Linked DNA regions of Hordeum vulgare: region 1 is linked to region 2. Evidence: chromatin contacts called from public Hi-C data. All regions are on one chromosome and are shown on one strand. Each heading gives the region's core, a stretch centred on a gene start, on an enhancer-like site or on the middle of the called end of the contact. The rest is flanking DNA. Distances are from core to core; before and after follow the strand shown.

The links. Hi-C and Micro-C count contacts between places; a contact is called where the count stands out from the background.
Region 1: a contact with region 2 is called in a Hi-C map of leaf, with 6 times the contacts expected there. The contact joins the promoter of LOC123448956 here to the promoter of LOC123448952 in region 2. A contact is called at or near these places in 4 of 6 Hi-C or Micro-C datasets (leaf and seedling) and 1 of 1 datasets of contacts at active chromatin or transcription factors (embryo).

The regions. Positions count from the first base shown.
Region 1 is chr4H:459,722,838-459,728,060 of MorexV3_pseudomolecules_assembly, reverse strand. LOC123448956 (receptor-like cytoplasmic kinase 185) reads right to left here and starts at 1,840. Exons shown (of 5, transcript XM_045126011.1): 1 at 1,594-1,840. The coding sequence starts at 1,750. LOC123448957 (elongator complex protein 6) reads left to right here and starts at 2,146. Exons shown (of 5, transcript XM_045126013.1): 1 at 2,146-2,482; 2 at 3,104-3,170; 3 at 3,253-3,461; 4 at 3,546-3,692; 5 at 3,857-4,190. The coding sequence starts at 2,279. The coding sequence ends at 3,982.
Region 2 is chr4H:459,180,080-459,185,883 of MorexV3_pseudomolecules_assembly, reverse strand. LOC123448952 (thioredoxin-like protein AAED1, chloroplastic) reads left to right here and starts at 2,895. Exons shown (of 9, transcript XM_045126007.1): 1 at 2,895-3,210; 2 at 3,319-3,469; 3 at 3,558-3,603; 4 at 3,960-4,019; 5 at 4,319-4,355; 6 at 5,098-5,177; 7 at 5,255-5,346; 8 at 5,454-5,514; 9 at 5,613-5,804. The coding sequence starts at 3,027. The coding sequence ends at 5,672. It overlaps LOC123448951, which reads right to left and starts at 2,771. Exons shown (of 11, transcript XM_045126006.1): 1 at 2,529-2,771; 2 at 1,877-1,912; 3 at 1,020-1,093; 4 at 815-855; 5 at 626-697; 6 at 340-541; 7 at 56-151. The coding sequence starts at 2,739.

The DNA of each region.
Region 1 (5,223 bases), core at 591-3,090, 540 kb before region 2:
AGTATAGATGCATGGGGTTACAGAGTAAACTCCCAAAAAATTCTAAACCTAGTAATTGGACATAGTAAATCAATGAATTTACAGACATGCAAACCTAGTAATACACGAGGAGTACATAGATTTATACAGCTGTACCTCATTAATAACCACAATAAACACACATATATATAAACAACTTGCAGTAACCTGTTTCATTTGGTATATCATGCTATATACACATATTCAAAGTATTTTTTGGGTGTCTCGCTTAAGATCTCATCTATATCAAATCCAGGCTTTGCCATCGCACTAATCCAACCATAGCAAGAACAAGGGACAGAAATTTGTGTGGGGACATGCATACGTCACACATATCATAGATGACACGGTGGGATTTGTGGTCCTCCTCATAATAATAACATTAAATTACTTCCTAAAAGAAAAATTGCCACAATCAAAGGACATGCATACGTCACACATATCATCGCGACACAGTGGGATTTGCGGTCCTCCTCATAATAATAACATTAATTTACTTCCTAAAAGAAAAATTGCCACAATCAAATAACATTTACTCAGTAGCCAGTAAAATTGTGTGCAGTTTCAAGACCCAGAACAACACTTTCTGTTCTAGGAGGTTAGTTGGACGTTTGCTCTGTTTTGGTCGGCGCCACTGCCACGGTGGTTGTGTAGATTTTGGGCCACTTCGGTAATCTTCTTCTAAATATAGAAGAAGACCTCAAGACTGTGCTCTGACATTTGTTTTATAGAAAGAAAAATAGAAGAAGCCCTAGGACCACAAGTTCATGGCGAAATTAATTACTCAATCGGTTGAAAATATACTACTCATGTATATCGCCAGTATATCTTGCGCTGTACACAGATAAATGAGATACTAAATGACTAGGTAGAATGCCCCTAATTATTAGCTTGATTTATTAAAATTAACAATATTCGATGTCCTGCATATTTTTTCTACCGGAATAAGAGAAACGTCATGGTACATTAGCGAATTGGTAAAGAAAAAGTGAATTGAAGTACTATCCAGATATGCAACGATTTATTCATAGCATATCTGCACGCATCCAAAGAAGAGCACAGGCAAATCACAATGAGAGGAACGCATGGATCTTGTGCGGTTTCAGGGCCGAGAAGAGAACCACACTTTGTTGGCAAAATCAATTACTTAATCGTGAAGAAATGAACCTACGCGCGGTCCTAGTTCCCGATGTTGCAACTGCTCAAACGATTTCACGCAGAGTATCCGAAATCACGAGAAAGCGCTGCGGCATCCCAAATTCTGGGAACGAAGAAGCGCATTTCACGAGCCATGCATGAAACATCAAGCGAAGAAGCGCCAAGAAACCACGGGATCAGCCGCGCAAGAACCCTCGCTCATAGACCACCGACGTCAGAAACGAACCGAGAATCCGATCAACCGCACGATACCAAAGAGACCGCCTCGAGCGGCGGGGCCAAACTAGCACGCCACCGCGGCGGCCAAGAACCGGCGCCGCACCGGCGCCAGGGGAGAAGAAGAAGGAGAAGAATTCCGGCACCGCAAAAGAAGAGGAAGAAGGAGGAGGAGGAGGAGGGGAGGCTGCGCGCACGTACCAGCTGAGGGCGACGGCGTGGGTGTGGGCGTGGGCGTGGGCGTGGGCGAGGGCGAGGCGGCCGGCGCGATCTGGGACGGCCTCTCGGCGGGCTCCTTCTTCTTCCTGTCCCCGGCCGCGGCGCCCTTCTTCTTCTGCGACGAGGCGCAGCACCCCATGGCGTCCCGAGGCGCGGAATGCAGAGGGGAGGGGAGGGGAGGGGTGGGGTGGGGTGGGAAGGGAAGGGGAGTGCGCAGGGTTTGGGTTTGGGAGCCGGAGGTTGGAACGGACGACAAACGCAGGAAGAATGCGGGTGGAGAAACTGACGAGACGGGACGAGACACGACTCCGTCCTCCCCTTTTGTCTGTCCACGACTCCGTCCTCCCCTTTTGTCTGTCCACGACTCCGAGGAAGGACGGAACCACTCACAACACAACTGTCCTCAGGTGCCGTCTGCTGCCTCCGCCCCGCCCCGCGTGACCCACTGTTTGCTTCCGAAGCCAGGACACGCACGCGCGCTCTCCGTTACGCCAAGTACGCCTTCGCCCCTGCGTTACGTTTTTTTACCCAAGTACGCGTTCCTTTGTACACTACTCCTTTGGTCTCTGAATTCGCTCGGACACCTCCTTCCTTCCTTGGCCGCGGCCGCCGCCGCAGCAGCAGCAGCCCGTTGGTCGCGGTCTCCGGGGGGTTGGGTGAGGGGGAGATGCAGGGGTACGGCGGGGAAGACCTGCTGGGCGAGGCCATGTGCGCCGGCGCGCGGGTGGTGGTCGTGGAGGACTGCGTGGAGGCGCCAGCCGCCTTCGTCCTCCACCTCCTCCTCAAGCGCGCGCTCGCCGCGGGCGGGGGCGCGGCGCTCCTCGCCCTCGCGCACCCCTTCTCGCACTACGACCGCGTCCTCCGCAAGATGGTAAGCGCCCCGCCCTCCCACCGGCATTTCCTCCAACATGTTCTCTGCTTGATACCACACTAACCCTAAGCACGGCCTACGTTTCACACACACTTGTGACTCAGCGAGTACTGCTGCAGAGCTGTACTATGTCTTAGTGGAGAAATTGTGTAAGCGTGCACCTGCTAGCTTCGATGGATCACCTGCAAAAGAATGGGTGATAGTCCATCAGAAAATTCGACAAGGTGATCTAGGGATAGAATCTACTAGTACTACTAGATAGCCTCTTGCCCTGGTCTGAATGTGAAATCCCATACCGAACGCAGAAGTAGATGTCACAACTGCATAGTTGTGTTGCCAGGAAGCCAGTACTGGATGAACTGGCAGCAACTGCTCGCTGTCTGCGACACTTTGGGATTCCAATAACCAGCTCATCCGAAACCAGAAGGCCTAGGCACTTTGCACAAGTTAAATAATCTAAGTTTGATTGGTGCACTGAAGGCTGGACTAACCATTCAGAGAGCGTATAACTTTCGATTTCTTCCAGTATCATGGGTCCTGGCATGGGCATCCTGCCACAAAGAGCATGATCTACTTGAAAACGTTGAACGGCTCATGATTTCTTCTTCTGAAATTTTCTAGGGCTGTAACTTATCCGTGCATAGGAAGAGCGAGAGGCTTCATTTCTTCGACTTGCAGGCGTTCCCAGGCAAGCAATATTTGAATACCTTGTTTCTCCAAATGCTTCATTATCGTTAACAGGTCACTGATTTGCATGCTTCTTTACTCAGGTGGAACACGGGGAGGTGTCATTGCTGATAGCTTGGCTCAGCTGTACAGTGGCCTTCAGAGAGTGGTGGAGGCATACAGGACTGGAGAAAATGCAGGTCGGTTCACGGTTATGATAGATGATGTTTCGCTCTTGGAAGTTGCTGCCAATGGTTCTGCAGATGATGTCTTGGACTTCCTGCATTATTGTGTGACACTTACTTCCGAGATGGTAAAGCTGAATCTAGCAATCACTGCCAGTACTCTTTCTTCACAGCATATTCACATTCTTTACACCCTGTTTGTGTCTTGGCAGAATTGCTCGCTTGTGGTTCTTAATCACGAGGATATTTATTCAAGCGAGGATGGTGTGGGACTTCTCTTGCATCTGCGCTATATTGCTGATCTTGTGATTAAGGCAGCGCCTCTGAGCACCGGTTTAGCCGCTGATGTTCATGGACAGGTTAGGTTCTCGATCACCACTTTGCATACTTTAGGTTCTTGCTTTGATTTTTGGAGCCAGTATAGTGGTAAGTTTGCTCCGGCGAACCTTTGGTCTTATTATGAAGGGTGGCACTTGCACCGCCCATTTTACCGTTGACAAGCGTTTCATTTTTTTTGCAACAGCTGTCAGTGGTAAACAAGGGAATGCTCATCGAGCAAAGACCAGCGAAAGGGCAGAAAGTTTGGAACTTCCATTTCAAGGTGAAGGAAAACGGCGCAGACTTCTTCTACCCAGGGAGCAGACATTAGAACCACAAGCGAACTTTGGCCACAGTAAAGCAGACTTGAGTGAAGTTGCCCTGTTTTAAGGAACATCATGGAAAGGAAAGCAGTCTTGCCTGGTTGCATCTCTTTACGCCTTTTTTTAGATAGCTTGTGTTGCCCTTATTTCATTGGAAAAGGATATGCACTCAACATTGTAAGAGCATCTCTAGTAGAACCCTCAAACCCTTAAAAATAACCGTTTTTTTACAGTTTTCATCGGAAAAACGGCGTAGACTAGAACCCTTAAACCCGTAAAAAAATTTAGAGGTTGAACCCTCAAACCCCTTCCCAACCTGTAGAAGTGAGGGTGGGGGGGGGGGGGGGGGATTGCCCTCATTTTCCCTCCTCGCGCGGGAGGCAGTTGGTTCCCCTGCGCGAGAGGAAATAGCTCGGCCGCATCTCGCCCCGCCGCCCCTCCGCGCCCCCGCCGTGGCCTCGTCGACCCGCTGTCGCCCCGCGCTCTGGCAGCCGCTCCTCCGCGCCCCGGCCACCGCCCCTCCGCACCCGCCGCCGTTCGCATCTCGCCTCGCCGTTGCGCCGCTTTCGGTGTTTTGCAAGCAAGGTTTGCCATAGTTCGGGGTCCAGCAAGGTTTTGGGACAAAAAAACCTTGATGAACATCATGAAATGTTGTGTGATTCTACACAACATGATCCTAGAGGATTAGAGAGGGTTAAACCTCCCTTGTTTCTATGACAATGTTGGTACCGGTGTGCAACCAGAAAGAAACCCTTCTCGCATACAAGCTTTTCTTGAAGCACATCGTGAGATTGAGGATGGAACCACTCATGGTCGACTCCGGGATGATCTAGTAGAGCACCACTGGCATTTGGATGGGCGGCGCATTGGCCCATGATGTATCTTTATTTTACTTTTCTATGTCCTATTTGATTCGAACAATTGTTGTTATTTGCTCAAACATTGTTGTAATGATTTGAATGATTATTGTTTTATTCGATGTTGTAATAATAACTAGAATGATTATTGTTTTATGTCAAATGTGATTGAATTTGTGATATGTCATATGATGAAATGTGTGATATATGAATGACAGTTTTAAGGTTTGGGGTTGGGGCAAAGACTAGAACCCTCAAGCCCAACCCTTATAACGGAATGTTTTCAACCCTTAAAAGTGTCAAAAATGTGTAATTCTCAACCCTTAAAACTGGTTTTTGTTTTAAGGGTTTGAGGGTTCTACTAGAGATGCTCTAAACCTGTGGTATGGAGT
Region 2 (5,804 bases), core at 1,646-4,145:
CTGTTCAGAAATATGACATTTTAGAAACGGGCTATACACAACGAACTCCTCATACCTGATATTCAAGATCATCAGCCGAAAAATACAAAGGAGGTTGATCTCCTTTTCCATTTCCAGGAAGTCCACCAGTTGACAAGATGTCACAAAGTACCTTTAACATATAATCGACAAACAATTTAATGTATGCATGCCAACCACTTCAACTGAAAAACATAAACATGGCACTTTGCATGCATGTCTATAGAAGTGAACATTTATAACTCACACGGTTACTGTTTCCAAGAAGATTAAAAAATGGCTCAAGAAGATTTTACAATAATGAAACATAGAGTAGACTACCTGTAGATCTCTACCCCAATCAACAGGGTCACTGACAACAAACACTCCTTTAACTCTCTCCTGGTAAACATCATATGGTCGATGCAATTTTTCAGACATAAAGTCTTCACAGTTTGATTCTCCCACTTTCCATTTTTTGAAAGGAGCTAGGGGGTCAATTTCCTTAAAATATGATGAATAGTCATCTATAGATAGAACCTTTCTGCACATAACAAACAATTCATGAGAAATACACACAACAAATTTCACTACGGTCGTAATACTTAAAAGCAACATTAAGGATTACCTAAAACCATACTCAGCCATCACTGCTGCAGGCTCTCCTTTTCCAACAGCAACAATAAGATCATCTTCAAAACTGTAGTAACAGGAAACCGTTGTATATTCCGTTCAGGAATAAAATTTCATGGGTGAAAATCACAAACGTTATCCATAGACAGAACTTAAAGACTACTTATGTACTTCAATGCTATACCGCTTCACCAGCTCTCTGTAAGGAGAATGGCCATGCACAACCTGCATCATCATCACAAAAAAAGGCAGAAATTAACATAGAAACAGATGCAGATATTCTTTTTCATTAAACTGTGTTGTGTTAATTGTTAGTTAAAAGTCTAATGTTGTGTATGACTGACTGTTCATAAGCAATGAATAATGAGCCATGATGATAGTGTAAATACCTGTGCTGGAGAGATGTTAACTCCCAAAAGCTCACTTAACTCTAGGGCTCTTTTATGCTCTGGAACACCACCTCCTGCCAACAAATTGAAAAATCTTAATAATATCAATAACGAGATTTGGTAATATAACTGAGAACTGGTAAGCATCACCGTGCCTCACTGTACAAAGTACAAAACCCTTAAACATAGGATGGGTATGAAAAAATAACTGTTCAACATTGTAAAACATTCTTCCTGTAGGAAACATTGCCTCTTAATTATCCAGATAGTTCAGCATTATTCTATAACCAAAATAGACAAGTCAACCTCAGCATTTCAATTTTTGTAAGGCTGAATCCATGTGAGTTAAGATAACCCCATAATACAGGTGGTGCCATGTTAGGGCTGTGGGTCTTTTGTTTTTTGCAAACCACATCATGCTAATGAAATTTCATGAAATTAACACTAAGAATGGTGTAACTTTCATATATAATTGTGTATTTGAACCCACAGGGTTGCGCCATTTTTTTATATTTTTTGCAAATCACATTATGCTAGTGAAATTTCATGAAATTAACACTAAGAACGGTGTAACCACATAATTGCGTATTTGACCTCCACAGGGTTGCGACACCGGCGCCGCCACTGGCTACAATATAGTGACATATATTGGAAAACATCATGCATGCAACTGGTTTAGTTGTAGTACAGGAAGATATTAACCTGATTATAAGAGTTAAGCCAACATTCAGTTCGTGTTAAAATTAACAGGCCTGATATTGATCTAAATAACAGAAGCAATCCATCACTATATATAGAAATCATTGCAACCATTTTAGATAAACAGGATGTGCTATAGGACATAGTGAACTGCTCACCGTTGGTCAAGAACAGAAAAGGAACCTTCAGGGTACCTGAAAAAGAGGCAACGAATGATGATCCACAAGCTACTAAGCACCATATGGTAGGGCATTAATTTACTATCATTGCCAGCATATTTTTTTTTTAAAACATACTGATGCAGCATAAGTGTTCAGCAATCTATTACTCCTTCCCTCCGTTCGTGGTGTTTCATGCAGCTTTGATCATGACTTCCACTTCCAGTATGAATATGGTAGTAAGAAAATTAGAAAATTATGTTGCTATGAAGTATATTTCATGACGATCTACTGGAGTTATTTCCCCTGAGCAACCTAAATATCTTTTATGTATTATAAGTTTCATAAGTTTGACTACATGCTCTTTCGGAAGTCATCTGTTTACAAACACAGTTATTAGTAGTGCACAGCACAAATATCTTTTATGTATTATAAGTTTTATAAATTAACATAATCCGCATGAACACCACGCCCAAGCACAAACCTAGTGCCTAGGACCTGTTTGATGAAATAACGCAAAGGCACCTAGCACACGTTGCCAATCCGCCTGCACAAGTACGGACGAAACGCTCCCTTCTTGATCTTCTTATATGTAGTACAATACAAACTGATTCAACCAAATGCCAGCAGAGTGCAAGAAGCACGGGATTACCATCGTCGGAGTAGAGGCGTCGGATGGCCTGCGGCGAGCCCCCGATGGGGCTACGGCCGCGCAGGATGACCCCGTCAATGTCGAAGGCGATGCCGAAGGAAGGCCTCGCCGGCGCCGCGGCGCAGTGGGACAGTCGGCGGCCGCGCGTGCCCTGGAGCTCCACCCGCGTCCGCGCCGCCGCGAGAGCGAGAGCGGAGCGGAAGCCCCTCATGCCGTCAGAGAACGCGACGAGGCGTGGCGAATTGTGGACTCCTTTTTCGCAACCAAAAAAAAAGAGTTCCGGGCTCTTTATTTCCGCGGTCGCTGACGTGCGGGCCACCACCCGCTGTGTGATGTGTGTGCCGCAGCACAAGACGTGGCGGGCCGGCGTCCCGCAGCAGCGCCGCGCCCTCTTCTTCTTCCAGCTCCGGTTCCAAGGCCAACTCTCGGGGCAGTGACAGCCGCACAACCGCCCGTTGGTCACCACCCAAACTCCGCTCGCCACCGGCGCCCACCGCCATGGCCGCGCACTCGCTGCTCACCGTGCCGCGCGCGACTGCCGGCCCGCGACTGGCTGCACCGCTTTTCACCCCGGCCGCGACCGGGCCGAGCCTCTGCCGCGCGAACTACCGGCCCGGCCACCTCACCAACCAGCAGCAGCGGCTGCGCCACCTTCACCCGGCCACCAAGCCCGGAGCCATAGGTATCCCGCGACCTCCGTCGGTCACACTGGTCGCTTATATGATGCTGTTCAGCTCGATCTGTGAAAGCCACACGCACGCGCGCTTAACATGATCGGCGCGATTCGCAGGGAGCGCCGCGGAGGCTGCTTCGGCGCCGGCGGAGGGGCTCGTGAGGTCGCTGCAGGGGGTGGAGGTGCTCGACCTGAGCGGGAAGGCGGTGCCCGTCGTTGATCTGTGGAAGGACAGGAAGGCCGTGGTTGCGTTCGCCCGCCATTTCGGGTGGATTTCACTGTTTCTGTCCGGATTATTTGTCGAGCTACGGCGATTATTTTGTGTAGCTGAGATGATTGGTGCTGGTTATTTGCAGGTGTGTGCTATGCCGGAAGAGGGCCGACCTTCTGGCAGCTAAGCAGGTCAATTCGATGTCTCATTGATTCCCCACTTTGTTAATTACTAGTGATAGAGGAACATACGAAATGCCGTCAACTGCTCAAAGCTATGCATTCTGTCGCTTGTCATTTGCCAAGGTCCATTGAACAAAAATGAACCCCCCTGTTTCAGAGGTCATGGCCCATGGGTAACGTACTAACACCTGCTCAATGTTTGGCTGCCCAGATGTTTCAGTAATTCCGCACAGCATAAGGCCTTCCTAAGTTAGTTAACGCAAAACTTAACGTTATGTGTTCAGTTTCATTAGCTTATGTAGCTCCTGAATTCAGTGTATGCCTTTTGTAAACTGTTCTTTTTTGTATGTTTGATCTTCATTCAGGAGGCAATGGAAGCTGCAGGAGTTTCTCTTGTTTTAATCGGACCAGGTACTGTTGAACAGGTATGTGCTCTACTGTGAGAACACTTCTTTTTTGGTGTATTTGGTGGTTGTGAAATAAAATAAGGCTAATGTGGACGGTAAGGATAATACGCACTGGTGTTTGATGTGGTATTGTGTTTGGTGTATTCCTGAAGTAACCATGAATCAACGGTTACGTTTATCACGAAGAGGAGTTGCAAACTCATGAGTGTTCTGGTGGTTGATTGAATTAGTTATTTGATAGATGGAGTCCATTTTAATTGTAGATAATCTATCATGTCAATGGTTGATGGAATAATACTGTATTTTTACTGATCCAGGCAAAGGCGTTTTCTGATCAAACCAAATTCAAAGGAGGTAAGAGTAAATACAATTATACATCGACTTGTACGCCTATAACAATGTTAACATGCTAGTATAGTAGATTGAAGTGGTAGCAGCCGAGGCCGGAGCTTATTGTGATAAGTGGGCCCTGGCGCCCCTTCTAAATGAAAAACCCACTATTAACTATCATTATATCACCCTAGTCCCTCTTTTAAATAAAAGTCCCACTACTAAGTATCATTACTTTCTACTTATACACCAACTAGAAGGAAGTTAGCAATAGTTTGCTAGTATCATGTAGCATAATTTATTGGCCGTCTCTACATTTTGGTTCATGCTCCTCCACTGGTACCAATGATTCAGTGTTGTGATGCATTAGTATATGTTGAAAGCATGTTCCACTTAGGTTCTGAAAGTAGGTGGAACCTTTTTTATGCAACAGTATTTTGGCCTTCAAATAACTAGTGTCTCATGAAACCAGTTCTCTTGATTATGAACCTTTTCCCATGAAACGCTTTGCGCAGAGTGCTCCTAAAGCTCAAATTTTACAAGTTCTCAGTAACTGTGCAACAGGGGCAGCTTAACTATACAAGAAAATGAGTTGTTGACGAAACATTTTGGTTTATTAATACTATAGTTCTTAAGAAAATGAAAATGAAAATTATTTATATCACTCGTTAAAGGTATTTGACTATAAATCATACCGATGTTGATTCGGATTGGGCAATTTGTGGGAATTGTTCCACTATACAAATCTGACAATAACACTTTGCAGAAGTATATGCCGATCCGGATTACTCATCATATAGGGCTCTGGAATTTGCCAATGGCTTGTTCTCAACATTCACTCCATCGGTAACTCCTACTGGATAACTTTCCTATTGTGTAGTTTCTGTTCATCGACAGATACGTAAACATCCATCATGTCGCAGGCGGGTCTGAAGATTATACAGCTGTACAGGGAAGGGTACAGGCAGGACTGGGAACTGTCATTTGAAAAGAACACCAGGACGAAAGGCGGATGGTATGTTTTGGCGTTGCTTTGGCTGTTGGAGCTCTGATATAGTAATTCTCTTCGGAGCATTGGTTAGTGGTGGATCAGTTTGAGGAACAATTGTCTATCTTTCTTAGGTATCAAGGGGGCCTCCTTGTTGCAGGCCCAGGCATCGACAACATCTCCTACATCCACAAGGTCAGTAAGCAAGCCCTTGGTGGCACCATTTTCCATTTGATCATTCGCTGGATGGTGAATTACTGGTTGTAACTTTGTGTTGTGTAATCCTTCAACAGGACAAAGAAGCTGGAGATGACCCTGAAATGGAGGATGTTTTGAGAGCTTGTTGTTCCTAGATCTTTAGTATTGCTTTGATCTGAGAAATTAGAAATAAGAATAGAACTCCTTTAGTATACCCACTGCCACATGTTGTCGTATATAGTCGTACTAGTGGAGTGGGGTGCATAGATGACCAGTCCCAGGTTTTA